3 separate regions of the Mus musculus genome follow, and regions 2 and 3 are each linked to region 1. Evidence: chromatin contacts called from public Hi-C and promoter capture Hi-C data. All regions are on one chromosome and are shown on one strand. Each heading gives the region's core, a stretch centred on a gene start, on an enhancer-like site or on the middle of the called end of the contact. The rest is flanking DNA. Distances are from core to core; before and after follow the strand shown.

Region 1 (3,658 bases), core at 423-2,922:
AATGCACCACCGTATCCAGCCACATTCTGTACCTCTTTCATCTCTCATGTTCCTTTATTTGGTTTTTGCCTTATTTCACTAGCTAAAGCTTCTAGCACAGTGTTGAATAAGACCGTGGGGGTCTGCCTTTCTCATGATCTAATGGGGGAAGCCATTTAACATAATGTTTAAAAAAGACCAGTGTGTGTGTGTGTGTGTGTGTGTGTGTGTGTGCGCGCGCGCGCGTGTGCCCTGGCATGTGCTGAGCCCAGAAGAGGATGTTAGGTGTCTGCTCCTGTTGCTTTCCACCTTTTCCTTTGAGGCAGAGTCTTCCTATGAACCTGGGGCTTGAGTTTTCTCTGACTGTAAGCTAAACCTAGGAGCCCTACCAATCTTCCTGTCTTCAAACTCCTTGGAACTAGGGTTACAGGTGCGAGCAGGGCACCCAGCTTGTTATGTGGATGCTGGGATCCACAGTAGTCCTCATGATTTCACAGCAACACTCCAGCCCTCTGGCCATTTCAAGTCCATTTATCTTAATTATGAAGATGAATGATCAGAAGCAGAATATGATATCGTATGCTTTTTGAGGACTCTGTCTACGATGGGCATTTTAAAAAATTCAATTATAAACTAAAAGCCAGGCTTGCTGGCTAGCAACTATCATCCTAGCACTCAGAAGGTTGAAGCAGGGGGATCATGGGTTAGCTAACCTGAGCTACTCATGAGACTCTGTCTCAAAAGAAAAAAAAATTAACAGATTCTCACTGTGTAGCCTTGACTAGCAATGTGGACCAGGCTGGCCTCAAACGCACAGATATCTGCCTGCCTCTGCCTGGAGAGTGCTGGGATTAAAGTGCAGCCCCCCCCCAGTATGATTCTTATTAAATTTTATTTTATTTTGAGACCTGATTGCATATGTAGATCAGACTAGCCTCGGGTTTCCAATTCTCTTGCCTCCCTCCCCATATGTGGCACTTCATGTGTGCCCCACTGTCCCCCCTCTGAAATTAAGCAGATCTTGATAGGCAGCTTGGTCCAATGAAGAAAAACCCAAGAGATCAACAAACCACATCCTTGGGTGTGTCTGTGAGGTCATTTCCCCAGACATTAACCACCCTGAATGTAGGAGTGCAGTGCATCTAATAACCTGGAGGCTCTGATGGAATAAAAGAGAGGAAGGGAGCCGTTGGTGAGCACGGGCGCATTGTTTCCTGTTTTTTGCTGGCCATGAAGCGAGCATTTTCTGCCCCACCATCCATCCTGTTGCTGTGATCTCTAGCTCAGCATCATGCTCAAATCCATGAATCCAGCTGACCATGACTGGAGCCTCAGAAGCGTAGAAAAAGTGTCTGTGATGGAGTTACAGGGAGGAAAGGCAGGACAACATGCCGCACGTCTCACCTAAGTTATCAGATTCACACATGTATAGCCATGTGTCATACATGTGTGATATTTGCTTGTTGTTATTTGTTTACTGAAGGAGATCTGGCTTCTGGTGTTGAATGTATCATTTTTCATGGCTGCTCTGGCTGTGTCAGACATGTAAGTTATTAAAGGCTAATTAGTCCCCTTACCGCTCCTCTGTGACATGGTTGTAATAAATGCCAGGTCCCCTCCCACTCCTCATGACAGTTTGGGCTCTGCTCATGCTGGACTCTGACCCTGTAGGCAAACACCCAGCATTCCGCAGACACCTTGCCAAATGGGTTTCCGTTTGTCAGGAAGAGCCGTTTCTTTCTTATCTGCTCCTACAGTCCCCAAACCTCCGGTGAGGGCTCCTAGTTCTCTGTCAGCGTGAAAACTCACCCAACAGATCAGAGTCCATGCTAGTCCCCAGGCTGCTCCTGCTAACCTGCTCTCCTCTCAGCTCAGATACTGTTCTCTTCATAACCCTCAAGACTTTCCCCTGGTCCGTCTCTCTCTGCTTTTCCTTTGAGAGATAGCCTTGGCAGTTTATTCCATCCACAGAGCCTCCATTTCAGCGTTTTTGTTTTTTGTTTTTGTTTTTTTCTCTGTACTCCATTGGCATGCTCCATTTATACCATACGAGCTGGGGTTATTTCTGTTATATTATTTAAAAGCAGCTGCACACAGAATGAGAGTGGAGTGGTAAGGTTGGGGATGGGGAAAGCACAGTACTTGCCATTATGCCCTGCACTCTTGGGAAGCAGAGGCAGGCTGATCTCTGAGTTTGAGGCTCGCCTGGTCTACAGAGTGAGTTCTAAGATGGCCAAGGCTACACAGAGTAACCCTGACTCAAAAACAAACAAACAAACAAACAAACACCACACACAAAAAACCCCAAATAAATAAATAAATAGAAACATAAATAAATAAATAAACAAATAGCTTAATTACATAAAAACAGGTGTAGAGCGACAGAGGTGGAAAGAAAGGCTTGGCCAGACCTTAGGTGGGGCGGCGTTTATTCACTGTGAGGAGGTATTTTGTCACAGATGTGCAGATGCTCAAGATGCTTAGAGGAAAGGGTGGGATGCAACAGTCGACAGGGGCGGAGACAGCTCTGTAGTCGGCTGGGAAGTGTAGTCTTTCAGGAGGAGATTCTCAGTTTCTGCTCACGTGTCAGACATAATTTAGGAGAGGAAACGGAGTCCGTTGTGTTTCCCTGAGTGCGTTTTCCTTGAGGTATTTTCCTGAGCTCCAGGTGCCTTCTTTTGATCCATTTCTTTCCGTTAGAAAAATTCCTTTAACCAGTCTTTTAGCCCAGGCCTGCCAGAAAGCGTGCCATCTTTGTCCGCCGAAGGCCATGCTCCCGTTCTCTTACTGACTTCAACCTCATCCTTAAGTTTTACTATGATTGTCTCATGGATTTTTTTTGGGGGGGGGATATCCTGTTTGGGGTTTGTGGAGTTTCTATTTAAAAAAGATTTTATTTTTATTTTTTTTTTTATTTTTTTTATTTTTTATTTTTTATTTTTTTTTTAAGATTTATTTATTTATATGTAAGTACACTGTAGCTGTCTTCAGACACCAGAAGAGGGCATTGGACCCCATTGCAGATGGTTGTGAGCCACCATGTGGTTGCTGGGAATTGAACTCAGGACCTCTGGAAGAGCAGTCAGTGCTCTTAACCACAGAGCCATCTCTCCAGCCCAAGATTTTATTTTTAAGTGTGTCTGTGTGTGTGTGTGTGTGTGTATCTCCTTGGGAGTTCTGGTACCCTCAGAGGCTAGAGGTGTTAGATCCCCCAGGAGTTGGAGTTACAGGCAGGCGCACTGCCGGGTGAGGGAGTTAAGAGGTGCACTCCGGCTTCACAGGAGCAGTTAGCTTCAAGCAGTTACTGCTGAGCCCTTTCTCCAGCTCACACAGCTGTAAGCCTGACGCTGTTTAGCTTTTCTTTTTTTTTTTTTTAGGCAAACTAGGAAGTTTATAGTCATTATTTTTTTAGCTGCTTTTCTGTTTCAACCTCTTCATCCCTTCCCTTTACTCCAGTGACACGGGTGTCAGCTCTTTGATCACAGTCCCACGGGTCTGAGACTTTTATTTTTGCCCATTTTAAAAAAAAGTCTATTTTCCTTCTGTTTTGAGTCAGGTGACTGTGGTCTTGTGAGACTGTTTTCCTTAGTAGTTTGACTAAAGAGCACACCTCCCCTCCCCACCTCCTTCCTCTCTCCTCTGGGCTTTCTTCCCCCTCCTATGCCCTCCCCTCTCCTGC
Region 2 (3,658 bases), core at 711-3,210, 250 kb after region 1:
CTGGGTCTTCAGTTACTGTCCAGGCTTCTGTGGTCAAGCCCATGATAAAGCCATGGTCTTTCTCTGTGGGCTCTAACGAAAATCTTGACTGCTGCTGAAACTGTCTCGTTGGTCTTCAGCCCCTCTGCCTGAAAGCCCAAGCAGGGAGCTTGCTTTCCATAGTTGTCTTAATAACTGTTGTGATGTGTGCATTTTTTTCAGGTATAAAATTGTTTCTGTTGAAGTTTGGAGAAAAGAAAAATAAGTATAAAGAGGAAAATAGTCATTTAGTCTGTAGGGTACCATTTAATACACATATATTCCCAGTTTGGTTATAGAGTATTCTTTCCTCCATCCAAGGGGAAAGCCGTAATAAACTCTCCACAGCTTCTGTGCTTGCTGCCAGGGCACTGGAAACCCCACATGTGTCTGTGACCATTTAGGGCTCAGATGTAGCTGTTCGTCATTGGCTTGCATGCTCTGGGAAGGGCCACCTGATCTGGGAGTGAAGGCTCTACTTACCATGCTGCCCAGAGCCTGTCTTGGCTGTGGATGGAAGAGGGCAGGGTGTGTTCTAGTTCCTTTGAGAGCCTTGTACTTTCCTATAGATTTCTTGGTCACAGTTTATAAATGTCTGGTTGGGGAGAGGCTGTGGTGATGTTAGACAGTCCTTACCTTTGTTATTCCCAGGATCTTTGGTTGTAAATGTAGATGATCACATGGAACTGGGCTCCCAAGAGGCTTAGAGGCCTGGGTCCTGACTGTTCTAGAGCACAGCTCAGTTTGGCTGAGGTGGTTAAGGACAGGTCATGGAATCTGCTTAAGGTTGGGCTATGACTTCTTTCCTGTGGAGATGCTGTGCTTGGAACTCAGCACTGTCCCTGTCATTCGCTGTGAAGGTCCAGAGGAATGGTATTTGCGTTTGAGGGAAAGACCTTCAGAATGGGTTTTGGACAGTCCCTAAGACCATGAATGTCCTTGCCGTGAGTCCTCGTCAGTCCCCACCTGTGCTTCTGTCAGGACCCACTGTGAGGTGTCTTTGGTTATCATCTGGGATTCTCACACTTAGTCGCCTGGAGACTCGTAGGGTGGAGCACTGGCTCAGGCCCTTTCCTGAACTGTCTTCTTCAAGCCTTGTCCCTCCTGGCATCCCAAGCAAGATTCCCTTTAGTCACTGCACACTGTGGGGTAAAGCTGGCTCTCTGGGGCCTGTGAAATCTTGTACCTATTCCATTCTTACCTCCCTCTGCTCCTCTGGGAATCCAAAGTTCTGGATCCTGCAGACATTAGTGCCTTTCTAGGCTGCTCTCCTTCCTTCAGACCTCTTGCTGCCTCTTTACCCAGTACTGCCTGGTGAAGCACCTGTGCATCAGCCTCTGCTTCCATTGTATCTGCATTCTCTAGGCCCCAGCATGCTGCTTTGTTGCTTGACCGCTCTGTGCCTGCTGTGTTGCATATGTGGTCCTCTTTTCTACTTACCTCTCCAAGCCTAGCATTCTGCAGACTTCTCAGTGCATACACTGTTTAGAAGCAAGAAAATAAGCTGGGTCTGTCCTAGGCAGAGCTGTTTGGGAATCTATAGTAATACTCTCACCTCCATTTAGCCTCTAGCTGTCTGTAGGTACTCACAGGGCAAGTCCTGGAGTGAGCTGATGCGCTCCCTGCTGGTGGAGAAAGTAGGGCCTGGGCCTGGCAGGCATGTTCTGTAGCTGGACAGTGGAGGGGTAGCTGCTGCTGGAGCAGCGAGGTGCCAAGTCTCAGGTGCCCTTACGTTAACATCTTCTTATTGCTGCTGAGGCTGTTCATTGGGGAGTTGTTGGTTATGCAGCCAAAGAGCAATTTTCCTAAAGGAGCCCACAGTTGACAGAGAAGAGAGTTCTAAGTGCCTCTTTACAAGTTTCATTTCCTAGGTGGTACGGCATTTCTGTAGCAGACTGGTTGCATCATAGTTTTGAAGTCTGGACACTAAGCACACTACATTCACGCTTCTTGTTGGTGGAGGCACATCCTCTTCCTCAAGCTCTTGTGCCCCATGAGTAAGGACAGTCTGCCCTCTGAGCCCCTAAGTCAGCCTTGGCCTCAGAGAGGCCATTCTTAGATCCTCACCCTTGCCCTCCACTGTTGAGCTGGGACGGGTCGGGTTTGACTGTCCAACGAGTGGGTGTTAATGCTTGGGCCTCCAAAGTTGGCCCTGGAGAGTTAGTTTACAGTGCTTTCCCCTGTGTCTCATTCCAAGCACAAATTAAGTTAATCTTTGCAGCCAGACCGTGAGGGAGGAACCGTTGTTACTGACTTTACAGACAAGGAAACTGTGTCAGGTGGTGGTAAAGCCAGTTGTCCAAGGACATAGTCGAAAGGAGGGGCTAAGTTGGAAATTGGCGGTTTTTAGCTTAGGCTATTTGATAGTGTAGATGCTGTACTGAAAACCAAGGCCAGAGGTGACCCATAGACTGGCCTTGGCCAAGAGATATATTTGTTTAGCCTCTGTCTGCCTGTCTGTCTCTACCTACCAACCTACCTACCTACCTACTATGGAGTTAGCTGCTAGCACTATGGGTCCAGTCTCTTAGATAGTCTGCAGCTGTAAAGTTTCTGGACTGATTTCACTTGTTAGCTGTTACCTGGAAGTGGTGTACTGTGTCTCAGGTCCCTCAGGCCCCCAGAGGCCTATCCTGAGTCTTTATAGTGTGCCATATTCCTGAATGGCCTAGTCCAAGGGGGAGTATGTGGTTGTGTCCCCCACATCTGATTGGTGCCATCTTGTAGCTGTTCTTTGCTGTCCATCTGCCTCATTCTTCTCTAGACCAGACCTGTCAACCAGTGTGAGCCAGACCCAGGCTGCTAGGTCAGCCATGCAGGGAGCTAACCACTTCTAGAATTCCCCTTGCTCTTTTTAAAGCCCATGGTTAATGGATTAAATATGGAATATTTGGTAGGTTTGTTTTAATACCTTAAGATTTTACAATACCAAGAATTACTAGAATCTTGAGGCATTTGCTAGAGATGTGAGTGGGGTGTAGGGCAAGCTGTTTGGATAGGACTCAGCCAGGGGCTCAGTTTTCCTTCTGTCAGCTTTACTGCCTCTGATCCAGAGACAATACTCTATTTATTTATTTATTTATTTATTTATTTACCTACCTACCTACCTATCTACCTACCTACCTACCCAAGAGAGTCAATAAAAAATGTTTTGTGACATTCTAGGAGAGTATCTGGAGAAGGTAATAGAAGTTCTGTGGGTGGGAAAGCAGGATAGACAGAGAAGGCTCGATTTTACATTGCTTTGGATTGTTTCATTTGTCTGCTTGTTTATTTATTTACTTATTTTAAGATTTATTTATTTATTTATGCTGTTTAGCCTCTGAACATAGTCGAGAGCTTCTAGACAGTGCTGGAAGCATCTTGAAGCATCCCATAGCTAGTGTTAGTACTCGAGATGATATTCGGTAGCAAGGCTTCCTTCAGCAGTGGTAGCCAGATGGTTTTTTTTTCCCCATGGGAGGAGTTGGGCCTTAAGGGATAGGGCCAAAAGGGAAGTGTCTTTATTTTGGCTCCCCACTCCCATTCTTCTTTGAGACAGGATCTCATGTACCCCAGGCAGGCCTTAACTCATTCTCTACCTCCCAAGTGCTGGAAATACAGGCACACACCAACATACCTTACTAGAAAAGTGCTCTCT
Region 3 (3,658 bases), core at 551-3,050, 160 kb after region 1:
AAGAACCCAGTGTCGAAAGACAGCAGGACTCTGTACCTCACTCCTACTATGTGGCCATCCTGCCTGCTGCTCTGTTCTCATCTTGGCCTTTAATTCCAGCACTCAGGAGGCAGAGACAGGCAGATCTCTGTGAGTTTGAGGCTAGCCTGATCTACAGAGCTAGTTCCAGGACAGCCAAGACGACACAGAGAAATCCTGTCTCTGAAAACCTAAATAACCTGATATAGCTGTCTCCCGAGAGGCTCTGCCAGTGCCTGACAAATACAGAAGTGGGTGCTCACAGCCTACCATCGGACTGAGCACAGGGTCCCCAATGAAGGAGCTAGAGAAAGGACCCAAGGAGCTGAAGGGGTTTGTAGCCTCATAGGAGGAACAACAATATGAACAAACCAGTACTCACCCCCCCACTGAGCTCCCTGGGACTAAACCACCAATCAAAGAAAACACATGGTGGGACTCATGGCTCTAGCTGCATATGTAGCAGAGGATGGCCTTGTTGGACATCAATGGGAGGAGAGGCCCTTGGTCCTGTGAAGGTTCTATGCCCCAGTATAGGGGAATGCCAGGACAGGGAAGTGGGAGTGGGTGGGTTGGTGAGCAGGAGGAGGGGGGTTGGGATAGGGGGTTTTCGGAGGGGAAATGAAGAAAGGGGATAAGATTTGAAATATAAAGAAAGAAAATATCTAATGAATAAAACAAAACCAAAAACCCCAACAGCGAAAACCTTAAAACATATCGGCATTTTCTGCTGTTTCAAGGAGGGATTCTTGTTCCTAGGATACTTAATGACGTGCTTCTAAAAAGTAGAATATGAAATCAGGCATGGGATGTAGCATGAGTCAGAGACTAGGTCACAGGAAGCAGGGTGAGATTCTGTCTCTGTGTTCTCTTTCTGTCTACCTCTCACCCCACCGCACCCCAGCCCCATCCCCAGCAGTCCCGTGAGTGAATGAGGCCTTCAGCCAGCAGCCTCGTGCAGCAGACTCTCCGGGAGTGGATCCTCCATCCTAGTCCTAGAGGAAGCTACATCAGGAAAGTGGCACACTGATACAGTGACAAACACACACATAAATTGTGTATGTGTGCGCACATGCGAGTGCGCACATGTATTGTAAATACTGCAGAGATGCATCAGGAAAGTGGCACACTGATACAGTGACCAGAGTTTGAATCCCTAGTACCCAGATCAAACAAAATCTGGGTCTGGTGGCACATGTCTAGAGATAAGCAGATTCCTGGTACTGGATGGCCAGCTAGTATTGCCTAATTGGTGAGTTCCAAGTTCATTGATAGACCTTATCTCAAAATATAAGCTGGAAAAAAATCAGAGAGACAACTAACTAGGTCAACTTTTGGTATTAATCAGCAACCCTTCCCCAACACCTGTATACATCAGACACATACACATATGTGCGTGTACATCACACTCACGCACATGCAAACACACATACATACTGATACACACACACACACACACACACACACACACACACACACGGAAATAAATTAAGGACACAAGTAACAACTTGGAGGTTGTCTGTAGGTAGCATGGGTAGCCTTTATCTGAGGTAGAGCTGCCAGGCCAGAGATATCTATAGGAAACAGGAGCACCACTCCTTCAGGCAGGTGGAGCTCTGGCGGGCCTCACACTCCGTAGCTCCACAGCAGCAGATGATCCACCTCTGGAACTCTGCTTCATTCTTGTGCATCAGAAGAAACTGTCCCAGCAGGACATAGGCCTGGGAAGAGGGGCAGGAGGGCGGAAGACAGGGTTATCAGAATGGCACTATCCCTACTCAGGGGACAGCCAAAGGTTAGGGTGTGGGTCAGACAGGAGGGAGACAGCCAGTCCCTGACACGGCCCAGGGGAAAGGTGAGGTCAGGTTAATCACAGGTCTCTCTCAGAGGCCAGTCCCTCTGGTCTAGGGACTGTCATCTTGCAGTGACAATTAGGCCTTGTCCTCAAACTTGAAGACATTTCCTGGGATCTTATGAAAGGGAACTTCCTGACTCAGTGTCTCAAATTTGGGCAGAGCTCAAGAATCTCCATTTCTAGTGGGCTTCCAGCATGTGTTGGGGGGCGGGGGGGACAGGGGATGGGTGACTAGCATACCCTGAACTCCTTTTAGGTCTGCTATTTAATGTTTTCTTTTCCTTTTCCCTTTGGTGGTAGTGGTGGTGTGTATATGTGCACACTGTGGACTAAACCCAGCGCCTTGCACGTGCTAGGCAAGCACTCTATCCCTGAGCTACCTCTGCAGTCCAAAGAGTTCCTTCTCCAAAATACGCACAAAGCTAAACTAGAGCGTAGCTCCTTGGCCCACTGCTCTCTCAACTCTACTAGCATGGTGGCTGATTCTGCATCACGGGGACTGTCCTATCCACTGCAGGACATTTAAAAACATTCCTGTCTTCAATCCCTGGATGATGCCAGTACCAGTTTCCCAGAAAGAAGCCATGGTGAGGAGCTCACCTGAGAACCACGGCAGGTGTGGCTGGCAGGCGAATGACTTGTTAGCATCCATTTACAAACTACCTATGTGCTTTCAGTAACTCAGCAGAAAGGAGAATTCACAAAACCTGCAGCCCAGCACTGCCCTGCCCTGGGCTGTCCACTTGTACAGGAGTGTGTCTTAAATGGGAAGACAAAGGAAGACACGCATGCCTCGGAGAGTTGTGCCCGTGGGAACAGCACAGACAGACATAAATCCTGCTAAACCTTGGCCCTCGTTTTCCAGCCTCAGACTGGAGCTGCATCACTGCCCCACCCCCACCCCACCCCCACTCCCTTTCTGAATGAGCATTTCAGCTCTCGGACAGAGCAGCAAGCTACCAATTTCCCTGTCTTTCCAGTCAGTAGACAGCCAAGGTGGAGCCTCTAATTGTGTGAAAATAAATAATAAACAAATCTCCTCTAATAATTATATATAATCTCCTGGTCCTGTTTCTCTGGAAACCCCTGATAATAATGTTCCCAAGGATGTCTGTGTGCTAAAAAAAAATGAGCAAAGTATAATGGCACGGATTACGGAAACGTCACTGCAGATGCCGTTGCCGTTACTTTGTAGGCCAACTCTAACAATTAATTTACAAAAGAAAAAAAAAAATTAGAGACTAGAGAGATGGCTCAGTGAATAAGAACATTTTCTGTGCCCTTACAAGGACCTGAGTTTAAGTCCCCAGTATCCACATAAAAAGTTGGCTGTGGTCATGCATGTACCCCTAACCCCAGCATTGTGGGGTCAGAGCTTGCTGGAGCTTGCTGGAGCTTGCTGGAGCTTGCTGGAGCTTGCTGGAGCTTGCTGGCCAACTGCCTACCTACAGATCCAGTGAAGACTGTTTCAAGAAAGTAGGACAGGATGATAGAGCACGGCACTGACATTGCACTCCAGCCGCTTACGTGCATAGAACACACACACACGCACACGCACAAAGAAAATATGTAAACCCCATAGAAGGGCATATGTATTAAGTGCCCCTCGATTCCGGGTTCTATAGAAATTTTGCTGTTTTGAGTTTTCTGTCTGCTCCTCCACAGATCTCACAACATCAGGCTGTTATGATCAAGAAGACAACAGGATCATGAAGACATACATGGCAGAGGCTAGATTTCAGGTCACAGTGTACATGTGCCTCTGGGGCATGGTTTAGGGGCTCT

The links. Hi-C and Micro-C count contacts between places; a contact is called where the count stands out from the background. Capture Hi-C pulls out chosen DNA fragments and counts their contacts.
Region 2: a contact with region 1 is called in a promoter capture Hi-C map of adipose tissue. The contact joins two enhancer-like sites. A contact is called at or near these places in 4 of 39 promoter capture datasets (the HPC-7 cell line, embryonic stem cells, hematopoietic stem and progenitor cells and 1 more), 12 of 484 Hi-C or Micro-C datasets (Th2 cells, bone marrow-derived macrophages, conventional type 1 dendritic cells and 7 more), 10 of 115 datasets of contacts at active chromatin or transcription factors (bone marrow-derived macrophages, effector CD8 T cells, embryonic stem cells and 5 more) and 4 of 9 other capture datasets (adipose tissue, embryonic stem cells, liver and 1 more).
Region 3: a Hi-C map of liver shows a contact between it and region 1, with 2.3 times the contacts expected there. The contact joins two enhancer-like sites. A contact is called at or near these places in 2 of 39 promoter capture datasets (cranial neural crest and liver), 1 of 484 Hi-C or Micro-C datasets (liver) and 3 of 115 datasets of contacts at active chromatin or transcription factors (bone marrow-derived macrophages and embryonic stem cells).

Annotation. Positions count from the first base shown.
Region 1 is chr2:144,228,740-144,232,397 of GRCm38.p6, reverse strand. No RefSeq gene overlaps it. Among named protein-coding and RNA genes, the nearest start is that of Banf2os, 23 kb to the right of the region's middle. Within about 2 kb of position 1,672, at least 95 of the 459 cell types and tissues checked have an H3K27ac peak or open chromatin away from gene starts, as enhancers often do. A contact at or near this core is called in adipose tissue and liver, where this site is marked.
Region 2 is chr2:143,976,938-143,980,595 of GRCm38.p6, reverse strand. The region is part of intron 2 of Rrbp1 (ribosome binding protein 1); the gene reads left to right. Among named protein-coding and RNA genes, the nearest start is that of Rrbp1, 32 kb to the left of the region's middle. Within about 2 kb of position 1,960, at least 20 of the 459 cell types and tissues checked have an H3K27ac peak or open chromatin away from gene starts, as enhancers often do. A contact at or near this core is called in adipose tissue, where this site is marked.
Region 3 is chr2:144,071,848-144,075,505 of GRCm38.p6, reverse strand. Banf2 (BANF family member 2) reads right to left here. Exons shown (of 4, transcript NM_207275.2): 4 at 1,529-1,739. The coding sequence ends at 1,593. The region is part of intron 2 of Banf2os (a long non-coding RNA gene); the gene reads left to right. Among named protein-coding and RNA genes, the nearest start is that of Banf2, 41 kb to the right of the region's middle. Within about 2 kb of position 1,800, at least 6 of the 459 cell types and tissues checked have an H3K27ac peak or open chromatin away from gene starts, as enhancers often do. A contact at or near this core is called in liver, where this site is marked.